Linked DNA regions of Oryctolagus cuniculus: region 2 is linked to region 1. The links are chromatin contacts, called in public Micro-C maps. All regions are on one chromosome and are shown on one strand. The core of a region is the stretch at or near the end of the contact, and the rest is flanking DNA. Distances in the headings are between cores, read along the strand shown. Region 1 holds the start of INTS8 (integrator complex subunit 8). Region 2 holds the start of PLEKHF2 (pleckstrin homology and FYVE domain containing 2).

Region 1 (6,727 bases), core at 2,222-4,721:
TCACTAATTTTTGTGATCCTGCTAATCTGGTACTCATCTGTGGATTTCTTCTAGCTGTAAAGTTCAGTGCTCTGGTACCTTTGTGCTGTGACATCTTCGGGTCATCGGCCTAATTCATTTATTAACAATGAGCTTCCCTCCCCGCTCTCCTCCCCTCCAACCTTGTCCTGTGGAGATGCTGGCACCCAGCTTCCCAGCAGTGAGGGGGCGTGACTGCACAGCTGGCAGGCCAGGTGTGAGGGTAGGCCCAGCCCTGAACTCTGGGACTCTGGGTTTTAAAACTGGGACAGTCCTGGCTGGCCAAGCCAGGGTGAGTTGGTACCAGGGTCTGTCTGAATGTTTTTGTCTCCTACCAAATGCATGTGTTAGAAACTTCATCCACGATGCAACAATGCCGAGAGACATTTCATCACAGCGCCACGAGATGCAGGGCGGGCCTTGCAGCATGGCCGGCTGCGCCAGTGCTTGGAATGCCTGCGTCTGTGTCAGGGTGCCTGGGGTTGAGTCCGGCCTCTGCTGCCAATCCACCTTCCTACCAATGGGCCTGCGAGGCTCAAGTCCTTGGGCCCCTGCCACCCAATGTGGGAGACCCAGATGGAGCTCCTGGCTGCTGACTGTAGTCTGGCTCAGCAATGGCTGTTACAGGCATTTGGGCAATGAAGCAGCTGATGGATGATCTCTCCGGGTGTAAGTGTGTCTTTCTCCCTCCCTCCCTCGGTCCCTCTGGCCTCCCAATAAATAAATGTAAACACTCACTCACACACGCAATGGACTAACGAAGAAGGCATGCCGGAGTGGGGCAGCTCTGTCCTGCTCACCTGCCCCCCTGCTGTGTTTCCTTCTCTCTGGAGGACCTGGCAATGAGGCACCACCTTGGAACCAGAGACCGAACCTGGTCAGCCCCTTGATCTTGGACTTCCCAGCCTGCAGAACTCAGAGCAATAAGTTCCTGGCTCATATGTGATGTCCTGCTGTGTCACAATGCCAGCCCCTAAAGAGTAGTCTTTCTAAACATTATTGATGAACAGATTCTTCTGATACCCAATATGTAAAATAGATAATCTATGGTTGAATGGGGGGTGGTCAGTCCAGAGTCCTGGATGCACACACCCCTCCAGACTTGCACACAGATACAGAGCTTTTTTCTCCAGCTAAAGGGCTTCCTCCTAGGAGCTCAGGGCCCAGACAGGAGAGCATTGTGCAGGTGTGCAGGAAGAGAGCAAGGCAGTTGATATCACTGGAGCATTCTTTCTCTTTCAGTTTCGAAGGAGTTACACGCATTTATTTTTCTTGCATTTTCTTTCTTTCTTATCTTTTTTTTTTTTTTTTTGATAGGTAGAGTTATAGGCAGTGAGAGAGAGGGAGAGACAGAGAGAAAGGTCTTCCCTCCGTGTTCACTCCTCCAAATGGCCACCACGGCCGGAACTACACCGATCCAAAGCCAGGAGCCAGGTGCTTCTTCCCATTCTCCTGTGAGGGTGCAGGGCCCAAGCACTTGGGCCATCCTCCACTGCACTCCCAGGCCACAGCAGAGAGCTAGACTGGAAGAGGAGCAACCAGGACTAGAACTCAGTGCCCATATGGGATGCCAGCGCTGCAGGTGGAGGATTAACCAAGTGAGCCACGGCGCCAGCCCCTTTTGCATTTTTGAAGTGTTGAAAGCAGCCTGAGTATTGTGGGAGATCACCAGCAGCCCTTTAATGCGGAAACCTTTGGCAAATTATAATTCTGCAATCTTTACTTTTCTCAATGGCTGAAAGGTAGTTAGAGCTGATTATAGGCAGAAATAATAATGTACAGTGTATGGAAGTAATATGCAAATTGAAAAGTACTATGTAATATTAGCTAACATTTATCAATATTTCTAGGTGGCAGATCCTCTTTAATAGGCTTCCCTGGATTGGTTGTTGTGGGCATTTGAGGAGTGAACAAGCAGATGGAAGACCCCTCTCTGTTACATTGCCAAAGAAAGAAAGGAAGAAAGAAATCTACTAAAAAAAGAGAGGCTTATCTGTATTATCTCATTTACTTGTATTATCCTTAAGCTGTGCTTCTTAATGTTTTTTAAAAAATTATTTATTATTTTCACTTTATCTGAAAGGCAAAGAAAGAGAGAGAATCTTCCATCTTCTATCCATCCAATGGTTCACTCCCTAGATACCCACAAGAGGCAGGGCTGGGCCAGGCCAGGGTCATCTCCGTCTCCCACAGGGGGTGGCAGAGACCCAGTTATTCCAGCTGTCATCGGCTGCCTCCCAGGACACACTTTAGCAGGAAGCTGAATCAGAAGCGGAGCAGCCAGGGCTTGAACTGGGCACTCTGATGTGGGATGCAGGTGTCCCAAGTATCCTAACCACCAGTCTAAATGGCTGCCCGCTATATTTAAAAAACTGTGGCATTCCATTGCTCTGTATATAGGATAGCTATAAAAAGACTTAAAGAGCAATAAATATACCACTTATGCTAACTTTGAAATAAATATAGTGTTGAAATATTTGCAGGATTGAAGACTGCAGACTTAATGAGTTCATAAAACCTTCTATCACCCCAGCTTTACAAATATAGGCGCCTATCCAAAGTGAATGGTAGACTTGAAAGTTTACATTCTTGGGGCTGGTGCTGTGGCTCACTTGGTTAATCCTCCGCCTGCGGCGCCGGCATCCCATATGGGCACCCGGTTCTAGTCCCAGTTGCTCCTCTTCCAGTCCAGATCTCAGATGTGGCCCGGGAGTGCAGTGGAGGATGGCCCAAGTGCCTGGGCCCTGCACCTGCATGGGAGACCAGGAGGAAGCACCTGGCTCTTGGCTTCGGATCAGCGGGGTGCGCTGGCCGCGGCGGCCATTTGGGGAGTGACCCAACAGAAGGAAGACCTTTCTGTCTCTCTCTCTCACTGTCTGTAACTCTGTCAAATAAATAAATAAAAATCTTTAAAAAAAAAAAAAAAGAAAGAAAGCTTACACTCTTAACGCATTTCCCCCCTTTTCATTGTGAATAAAAAAATACAAGAACATTGCCAGTGGAGGTTAATGTAGAACAGGTTTAATAATCCTCTAGCGAGGATATCAAGAACAGTAATTAGGAGCTGAATATTGACAGCTGGTCCTGCGACACAGGGAAAGGCGGGATCGCACTGTCCGCTGTCATCAGTCCAGAAGGGGGCGGAGGCTGCTACCCACCATGGCGGAGGAAATCTTAGAAACGAAGTGCGGAAAGTGAAAGCTCACACTTTGCCTGGCTCACAACTAGAACTCGTCGTGCTTTTGTCTCCTAAGAAAACACCAAGGCCCCTTGCAACCCCAGGTGGAGTTGCTTCAGTTTCTCCCTGACGAAATCCCAGAGAACCCGGAAAGCCCACTTGCAGGTCTGCGTCACGCCGCGCCGTCTCCCAGGGCAACCGGGAGAGGGCGTGGCCCGGCAACCTGTCCCGCCCCCTTCCTACGACTCGAAGAACCATTGGTCCGGGGGCGGGACGACTGCGGTGGCGGCGGCGCAGCGAGGCGGATCCAGCTGCTAACTTTGGCTGGCTCGCGTCGCCATTTTGGGTTGTGTGAATTTCCGGGCCTTTTAGAGTGAGGCCTCTTTCCCGGAGGGTGTCGCGGACCGCAGATCTGAGGCCCGAGTCCGAGTGTCAGGTTGGAGCCAGGAAGTGTCCCTGGAGGTAGCGGCGGCGGGGGCAGGATGAGCGCGGAGGCGGCGGACCGGGAGGCGGCCACCTCCAGCCGGCCCTGCACTCCGCCGCAGACGTGCTGGTTCGAGTTCCTGCTGGAGGAGTCGCTGTTGGAGAAGCATCTGCGTAAGCCCTGCCCCGGTAAGCGGGATGCGGCTAACGGCGTTGGGGCCCCGGCCTTCCTGGAACCCCGAGTCTTTTAGGCCGCCTGAAGCCGCGGTGTGCAAGGCGTGGACGGGGCCCGAGCCCAGGCTAGAACGTCCCCGTGCGGGCACAGCCGTGGAGGGTCACAGAGAAGTTCAAAACAAAGGCCCTCCCGCCCCCCGAGGGGCGGACTCGTCGCTGTCAGCCGTCCGCGTGGGTCCTCGCCGCGTGTGTCTTGTGTTTGCTTGAGTTGGCGAGCCTGGTAGGGACGTCGTCTTTGCAGAATCCTGGGCTACATAAATTCAGAGAGGTGGGCAGCTAACAGTTGTGCTGATTTCCCGACGCGAATTAGTTGCTACCTTAGCTCCTTAGCTGTTTTGTTCCTCAGTGAGGGGAACATATTCCAAAGTTGGGCTGTATATGAAAATACTAAAATCTTTGAAAGCCAAAACTGCTGTACAGTTGTAAGATGGTTATGCTTTAGTGATGGTAATGATAAATATACTAGTGAAGGAGGCATTGTCGAGAAAGGAGGAAAACTCCAGGCATTTCTGGAACGGGGTACTGATGTGAAAGGCTAAGCTCCTTGAATAGCATTTTACTGAGTTCAGATCCAAGTGAAATAAACCAGTCCCAAAGGGACAAATATGTTCTCCCTGATCCGGGACAACTAACTGAGCACCTAAAAGGAAACCTGTTGAAGTGAAATGGATACTATGAGAAACAATGACACAATCAAAAAAAAAAAAAAAAAAAGTCCAAGTGTGGCTTGTTCAGGGTCATAGAGCAGCCTTATCTGATGGAGACACTTATCTTGTGTCTTGCCTTTTTGTTGTTGTTATTTGAAAGGCACAGTTAGAGAGAGAGGGAGAGCACTTCCATCTGCTGGTTTACTCCCCAGATGGTGACTGGTAGCACCTGGCCAGGCCAGAAGCTAGGTAGGTAGGTGGTGTCCTTTATTGGGCATTGGAGGAAACAGGTGCAGAGAGGTAGCTTGATGGAGGTCCCTGCGCCTGTCAGAACAAGAGTTCTAATGCCTGCAAATCTTTCCTCTAATTGACACTAGTTGTTTGCTGAACTGGGCATCTGTAACTATTACGTTCTCTGGGAAAGGCTTCATTTTGCGCTAATTTGTTATCCCTTCCATCTTAGGATTTCCCAAGCATACTTCTTGTATATCATGTTCCTGAGTCATTGTAACTGTTTATATTCCTTTCGTAGTGACAAATCAATAGGGTGAATCGTTTTGGGTGTTCATAAGTAGAACTTCAATTGGGAATTCATTTTCTTTTGAATCCTAGATCCAGCACCAGTTCAACTTATAGTTCAGTTTCTGGAACAGGCTTCCAAACCTTCAGTTAATGAACAAAACCAAGTTCAACCTCCACCTGATAACAAGAGGAATCGTATTTTAAAGCTACTCGCTCTTAAAGTTGCTGCACATTTGAAGTGGGACTTAGACATATTAGAGAAAAGGTATGCAAGAATTAAGAGAAATTTCATTTGAAGTACTTTTTAGATACTTTGATTTACCTATATATGCTTTTATGATATTGACCTATAAAATGAAAATTGTTTTTTGTATATTCTTGATGAAATACACATATTTTTCTTTGTATATTTTTTAAAGATTTATGTTTATTCAAAAGAGTTACACAAAGAGAGGGAGAGAGCGATCTTCCATCCACTGGTTCATTCTCCAAATGGATATAATGGCTAGGGCTAGGTTAGGCTGAAGCCAGGAGCCAGAAATTTCTTCCAGGTCCAGGGGCCCAAGGTCTTGGGCCATCTTCCTCTGTTTTCTCAGGCACATTAGTAGGGAGCTGGACCTGAAGTCCAACAGCCAGAACTGGAACCAGCACCCAAATGAGATGCTGGCGTTGCAGGCAGCAACTTAACCCACTGTGCCACAACAAGTATTTTTCAAGATTTCAGAGAAGGCGTTTGAATGTTAGGTTAACTTAAATCACCCTTTCAAGTATAAAGTTGATGTTACCAGTAGTGAGGCAGTTTATTAATTTTATATAGTAACCAGAGAAAATTCACACCTAAATTATTTTAAATGTTTCACTTGACTTTAAAATATCTGAAGAAAATGAAGTGAAGGAAGGATATTGCATAATACTGATAATTTGCTATTGAATAAATCAGTTAATCTTACAGGTCATAAATCAGTCACTATCAAACCATTAAAATAACTGATTAGAATCAGTGCCTTTTTTTGGACAGGCAGAGTTAGAGAGGTTCACCCCCCAAATGGCCGCTGCGGCCGGCGCTGCACTGATCCGAAGCCAGGAGCCAGGTGCTTCTCCTGGTCTCCTATGCAGCTATGCAGGTGCAGGGCCCAAGGACATGGGCCATCCTTCACTGCACTCCTGGGCCACAGCAGAGAGCTGGACTGGAAGAGGAGCAACCGGGACAGAATCCAGTGCCCTGACTGGGACTAGAACTCTGGGGTGCCGGCGCCGCAGGTGGAGGATTAGCCTAGTGAGCTGTGGCACCGGCCAGAATCAGTGCTTATTTTTAAAAAATAAATACACTTAGGGCTATGATTAGAAAATTATTAGTTTTCCTCTCCTTCCCCTCACAGTTAAACAGAATTATTTATTTTTGCTTGAAAAGCAGAGAGACAGGTTTTTTTTTTTTTTTTTTTTTTTAGGTTTATTTATTTATTTGAGAGGTAGAGTTACAGAGAAAGGGAGAGACAGAGAGGTCTTCCATCCACTGGTTCACTCCCCAAATGGCCACAGTGACTGGAACTGAGCCGATCTGGAGCCAGGAGCTGCTTCTGTGTCCCCCACTTGGCTGTAGGGGCCCGAGCAATTGGGCCATCTTCTGCACCTTTCCCAGGTAGTTGAGCAGGGAAGTGGAGCAGCCAGGACTTGAACTGGTGCCCATATGGAATGCCTGTGCTGT
Region 2 (6,727 bases), core at 1,981-4,480, 340 kb after region 1:
CCTCTCTCTCTCTCTGTAACTATCAAAATCTTAAAAAATAAGATTTATTTATCTGAAAGGCAAAGTGACACTGAGAGGGAGGGGGAGAGAGGCAGACAAGACAGACAATAATCTTCCATCCACTGGTTCACTACCCAAAAGGCTGCGATGGTCAGGGCTGGTCCAGTCTGAAGCCAGCAGTGGCAGAGGCCCAAGTAACTGGGCCAGCTTCCCTATTTCCCAGGAGATTAGGTGGATTGGAAGCAGAGCACTGGGGACTAGCACTGGTGCTCCTATGTGGGATGTGGGTATCACAGTTGGCGGCTTAACCTGCTGCACCACAGTGCCAGCCCTGCTACTTTTTGTTAGAACAAAGCAGCTCTGGCCGGTGCCGCTGCTCACTAGGCTAATCCTCCGCCTTGTGGCGCCGGCACACTGGGTTCTAGTCCCGGTCGGGGCGCTGGATTCTGTCCCGGTTGCCCCTCTTCCAGGCCAGCCCTCTGCTGTGGCCAGGGAGTGCAGTGGAGGATGGCCCAAGTCCTTGGGCCCTGCACCCCATGGGAGACCAGGATAAGTACCTGGCTCCTGCCATCGGATCAGCGCGGTGCACCGGCAGCAGCATGCCGGCCGAGGCGGCCATTGGAGGGTGAACCAACGGCAAAGGAAGACCTTTCTCTCTGTCTCTCTCTCACTGTCCACTCTGCCTGTCATTGAAATCTGCCAGAAAAATATATGTAATAAATGTAAAATCTACAATGCCAACGAGAAAGGCACTTTCCCATAAGGATGTTCTCCTGCAACCTGTATAAGTATGCCTGACGACCCCATTGAGTAGTTGCTGAAGGTTTTCTGCAGGGAAATGACACAACCTTGGGAGGCTCCTGTGTGGAGGGGACTAGAGATCAGCAAAGTGTTTCAAAGGTAGATCCTGATATTTTGGAAGCAAAGAGATTGAATGGAGATGGGAAAGAGGATGAGAAAACCGTGACTCATCAGGTTTGTGTATGACAGTGCCATTTTACATGGATGGCCAAGACTGGCAGAAGACCAGGGCTGATGTGTGGAGAGGATAAGGAAATCAAGGCATAATCAAAACCCAGGTACTTGCTCCAGGTACTTGCCATCTCCCCTGACATGTCCTGACTTGAACTAAAAGTTAATCGAAGTCTTTTTTTTTTTTTTTTTCAAAATCCATATCCTCAGAAACCTTACTTATCAGCTTCAAGGACAATAACAAGAGCTTTTTTCCTTCAGGTTTATAAAGTTGGGCTAATTTAAATCCAAAGTTTACTAACACATTGAGGTTCCTCTCTGTTATCGGGACCCTGCCAGACACGAATCACTGTTATCGCACTTCCTCCACTCAGCAGTCTATGAGGTCGTGCCTATTTTTATCTTCACTTTACAAAGATGGGAGGCCCACAGAGAGATCTTATCACTGGATTTGATGGCAGCGCCACAGTTACAAGTCCAAGTCAGGAGTTGATCCTACTGCCTCCCAGTGCCTTGAAATCCCTTGTTTGTATCTGTGTGGCCAGTGTGCTCCAACATAACTTTCTGCAGTGATGGCAGTATTTCCCATCTGCACTGTCCAATAGTCATGCGGTTAGTGAGCACCTGAAATGTGATCCGTGTGACTGGGGAACCGACACTTTCACTGAATTAACCTAAATTTCATTAAGACATGTGGCTAGTGCCTATCGTATTTGTCAGCAGAGTTCCAAATCAGTGACCTGCACAGAGCCCAGGGAGAGCACACATTATGCTGAGTGCAGAAGAAAAGAAAACATATATACATATACACACATATAATATCATATGTAAATTGTCATATATACATACACACATACATAATAAACATAAATCATTGTTTTTCAGATTTTGTGTGTACTTTCTTGTTTATTTTTTGACAGGCAAAGTTAGTCAGTGAGAGAGACAGAGAGAGACAGAGAGAAAGGTCTTCCTTCCGTTGGTTCACCCCTCAAATAGCCTCTACTGCCAGCGCGCTGCACCTATCCGAAGCCAGGAGCCAGGTGCTTCTCCTGGTCTCCCATGCGGGTGCAGGGCCCAGGCACTTGGGCCATCCTCCACTGCATTCCCGGGGCCATGCCTTTTATAATGTACTAACAAATAAATTATAATGGATATGTGGGTGTTAAATACATATGATAATTTTTCACATTTTACTGCACTTACCATGTGCTAGGGACATGCTTTATGCATATTAATTCATTTAATTTTCAAAATGATTCTGTGAGGTAGATACTTCTATTGTCTTCATTTTACAAATGAGGAAACCAAGATAATATTTGGATGTAGCCAAGGACACAGGTAGTTGGGGTCAAAGCCAAGATTTGAGCATAGTCTGTCTGGTTTCTATCCACACACTTGATGGTAAGCTAAACAAGTACAGTGGAGGAGAGAGAGGCCAACATTTTGCTGCAGGGGGTGAGTAACCAAAGTTTTGGGGGCCTAATGTTTTAGACTAGACTTTACTGATCAAAGCATTCCCAATTTGAAAATTCAAAGGAACTTTGGAGTTTATTTAATCCAGCCTGTTTTCATGGGGACAGATACTGCTGCCTATGTAGAGGGAGACAAGGCCAAATTAAGTTGGAGTATAGTCATGGCTGAGACAGGAGTTCTGGGGCCATCTACACTTGTCTAGAGCTCACTATAGTTAACAAACTGAAACGAACGGGTGTTTGATCGTGATTCTGTAACTTTCCCTGGTTAAACAACCCAAAAAAAGGTGTTCACTTTTGGCCAGTTTTGTTTTGACTACCGATTAAAAAAAATTGTTTCGGAGCCACAGAACCAGGGAAAGCCGGGAGGGGACGGGACGCCCAGACGCCAAGAGCAGGTGTAAATAAAGCATGGTGGATCCCGAACTGCTCATTTCCCGTCAGTGATCCGCTACCTGCCGCGTGGCTGGTGGTGGTTCTAATTCAACAGCACTCAAAAGAAAAAAAAAATTGCTACAAAGACTAGGTCAATGGAAAATACAAAATTTACCAATACCTGACTCCCACCTACACACACTTTAAAAATGGACGCCGATCTCCCTCCTCCCTGCCTACCCCAGACAGCCCGCGCGCTTACAAACAGGTGCCGCCGGACAAACGAACGAGGGCACCTGTAACCTTGCGTACTGTCCTAGCGTCGCGGTCGCCAGGTGCGTGAAGTCAGTAGATGGGGTTCTGTGGCGTCAGATAAGTTTTGGAAACACTGAGTTCTACGGCTCGCACTGCAAAAGGCGGTGTGGGGAGCGTGCGCTTTCCCTCCGCTTCTAGAGGGAAGAATTTCAGAGAAAGGCACTGGAAGGCGGGATGGGCAGCAGCGCCTGGAGTAGCACACACAGGTGTGCTCGGACGCCTGGGAGCATCTAAATCCGAAGCCTTCCCTCTGCGTCCTTCAGTTTCCTGGGGAGGCCTGCTGTGGAGGTGGAGAAGGTAGTCTTCCATTCTTCTAGGCTCCCTAAGAACTTCGCACACACCTGAACAGTCCTCTCCCCGGGCTCGACCGAGCCAGGTAACTCGCAGCGCGCGGACCTTAACGACCACGAGGCGCGCGGCGCACGGTGCAGCGCAGGAGCAGGCACCCCACCCTCCCCGCGCTCGCCTGACGCCCGGGTGGGTGTGGCCTCCGCCGAAGGCCCCGCCTCTGGAGCGCGACGCGCGGGCAGGGCGGGGCGGGGCGGGGCGGGACCAGGGAACTGGCAAGAAAGGGCGGGGAGCGAGCGGTGTGGGTGTGCTCGTGCCCGCGCGCTCGCGCCCGGCGTGAGGACGGAGACGCGCCCTGCACGCGCAGGGGAGAGGCCAGCCCAGCAGCCGTTGTGGGGTTCGACTTGGAGGGGCGGGGGAGTCACCTGCGAGCGGCTGCGCCGGCCGCCCGCCCTCCTGCCGCGTCTGGATCGCGCCGGCTGAGCGGGACCGCCGGCGCACGGAGCCTGCGAGGTCAGAAAACAGCGGAACGGGCAGAGTCCGCGCTCGCCGTCAGCGACGAGCAAGAGTCGGTTCTTTGCCGCCGCTGGCTGCGCCCTGCCGGGTAGGTGAAGCCGGGCTTGGTGGCCCGCCGGCTGCGGGTGGGCTGAGAGGGGAGAAGCGAAACTTTCGGGCGCTTCCTCCCGCGGTCCCGGGGCCGTCCGCGGCGCGGGGAGGTGTCGCCGTCGCGGGCGGCGGCGGCGGCGGCGGCGGCGGCCGACGCCATGTTGGGGTCTGTGAGAAACGGGGCGCTCTCGGGCGGCTCCCCCAGCGCCCGGGGCCGGCCTGCGGGCGGGTCGCGGCCGCCGTCCCGCCGGGCCCGCCAGCGCCGGAGCGAGCCGCCTGCGCGTGCGGGACGCAGCCACTGCGAGGGGCCTCGGGGGCCGCCCGGGAGCGTCCGGCCCTCGTGGGTCCGCGGGGCGGGCGCGGGAAGGGGGCCCCCAGGTCCGGCGAGAAGTTGCGGGGCTTGAGGACCGGGGCCCAGGACGCGGGCAGTGCCGTCTCCAGACCCCAGCGCCTTTCTGTCCGGAAAGTTCGCAGGGTGTGGATCTCAGGGCGACCTTGTAACTTGAACATCATATTTCTGTGTGACTTGGGCGGGGAGGTGGGGAATGGCACTGTAGGGGGTTTGCTTTGATCGAAGGGATGACTTGGGCACTTTTTTATTTGGAGTCCTTTAAAGTTTTCTGGTCTTTCGCCGGTTTTTTTCTCTGAAGACTTGCTATCAGAGGCCGAGAGCTCGCTGGTGTAGCTCTCAGTACCTGATCGCAATAACTCGGAAGGGTGCGCCGTGGACAGGAGCAGAATGCAGGTTTCGGATACCTGAGCCCTTCGGAGTTAATTCGTAGACCGACGAAGTAAATGCCGTCTTTGTCGTGTTCTAGTACGGCCGAAGAGACTCTCTGTTAAAGTAGGATTTAGACACTACGTTGGCCGAGAGAGTCGAAGGCATGTGGTGTTCTGGTTAGAATATAGTGAAGTGACATTTCCAAGTAGTTTTCCTCTCCGTGGCTCCTTAAGGGTGCATGCCTTCCGTGTGTCGAGCGGTTGTTTTTTTTTTTTTTTTTTTTTTTTTCTGTACCCTTGGTAGCTCGCGGGGTCCTCAGGTTAATTCAGTATTAACAAAGGCTTCTATTTTTAATCTCCTGGGTCATGACAGCAGGGGAGGTGAATGGTATTAAGTTACTTATTTGGAAAGCACATGTAATCGCCTCAAAAAAAAAAAAAAAAAACAAAACTGGTGTACTAAGACCTCAGAAGAAAAGATTGAGTTTCAGTCGCCCCAGTAAATGAATAAAAACTATTTTTAATAAAACATCTTTGCTTTAAAATCCTGTTAAAAGACCGTTAACCACAAATGCAGTAAACTCCATGTTTTGGAGAGCTTCTCTTTTTACTCTTTCTGGGTGAAAATGTGATTTTTGCTCAGCTTCGCTTGCTGGTTACTTTAGTTCTTACAAATCCTTTTTGTGTTGCTTCATTGTCAAGTAAATGCCATCCATATTTATTTTTATAGCTGAAGAGTTAGTTGGACTTGAGATGACTTCACAAACCTAGCAGCCAGCCTGGTATGTTATTAACTGAGGTTTTATGGCCCTGAAGCCTTCTCATTTTTCTTACAGTGTAACTTTGTAGGGTACATAACCCATTCCTGTGGAGCAGTCCTTGTCCACCTTGTTTATTCTCATCACTGTTCTTTCTGATTTGATTTTAGCGCCTTAGTATAAATATTTCCTAGAAATCTGATTTACAAGGGTTGTTCTGCCAAAATTTTTCTTCCGAAAAATACTCGCTTAAGCCTCTGCTCTTGGAAGCCTTTTCTTCACTGTTCTTCCATTTGTCTCCTGAGAACTCAGTTCACTTCGCCCGTGGTATCCCGGTAAATACTGTGGCGCTTTGATAGCAGGCATCACATGGCTTCAGGTCTGATACTGCCCTTCCTCCCCAGCATGCTGAGAACATAGCAGATGCTCAGCAAAGGTTTGAATGGGTTACACATATGTTTGTTCCTTGTAAATATGCTTCATGAATTTCTTATTAAATTGTAATTTCCATGGGCACCGTGATTAAATCTCTGTGCAGTCTTTTCCAAAGTACATACCGTGAACTCCATTAAACCCACAGATTGGTTGATGGGGCTTTTTGTTTATTTGTTTATTTTGTTAGAATTTACCTAGTTAACTCAATGAATTTTGGCCTGGAGGTACAGAATTTGAATATTTATGAAATTTCCAAGTAGATAATAGGCTGAAGTATAATCACTGATGAATGGAAAGAAGCTGTGGGATCACCAAAAGGATTATAATAATTATCTTTAAATGAAATTGACTTTGCTTATGCTTGATGGAGATGTCTTTTACAAGATTTATTTATTTGAAATTCAGAGTGACAGAGAGAGGAGAGAAAGATATTACACTGGGGCCACCATTGGCATCCCATATGGGTCATGGTTCATGTTCCAGCTGCTCTGTTTCCAATCCAGCTCCCTGCTAATGTGCCTGGAAAAGCAGCGGCAGATGGCCCCTGTGCTTGGCTTCGGCCTGGCTCAGCTCCAGCCAGTGTGGCCTTAGGGGAGTGAACTTTTGAATGGAAGATCTCTGTCTCTATGTAACTCTACCTTTCAAATAAATAAACCTTTAAAAAAATACACATTAAAAAAAAAAAAAAAGATCTTCTCTCTGCTGATTACTTCTTAGATGGCTGCGGTGGCTGGTGCTGGGCCAGACTGAAGGCAGGAGCCTGGAACTCCATCTGGGTCTCCCACG

The links. A called contact is a pair of places that touch in the nucleus more often than the background predicts.
Region 2: a contact with region 1 is called in a Micro-C map of ear pinna, with 7 times the contacts expected there. The contact joins the promoter of PLEKHF2 here to the promoter of INTS8 in region 1. A contact is called at or near these places in 2 of 6 Hi-C or Micro-C datasets (ear pinna and psoas muscle).

Annotation. Positions count from the first base shown.
Region 1 is chr6:120,200,152-120,206,878 of mOryCun1.1, forward strand. INTS8 (integrator complex subunit 8) reads left to right here and starts at 3,472. Exons shown (of 27, transcript XM_002710696.5): 1 at 3,472-3,808; 2 at 5,113-5,287. The coding sequence starts at 3,679.
Region 2 is chr6:120,537,035-120,543,761 of mOryCun1.1, forward strand. PLEKHF2 (pleckstrin homology and FYVE domain containing 2) reads left to right here and starts at 3,231. Exons shown (of 2, transcript XM_051844647.2): 1 at 3,231-3,431.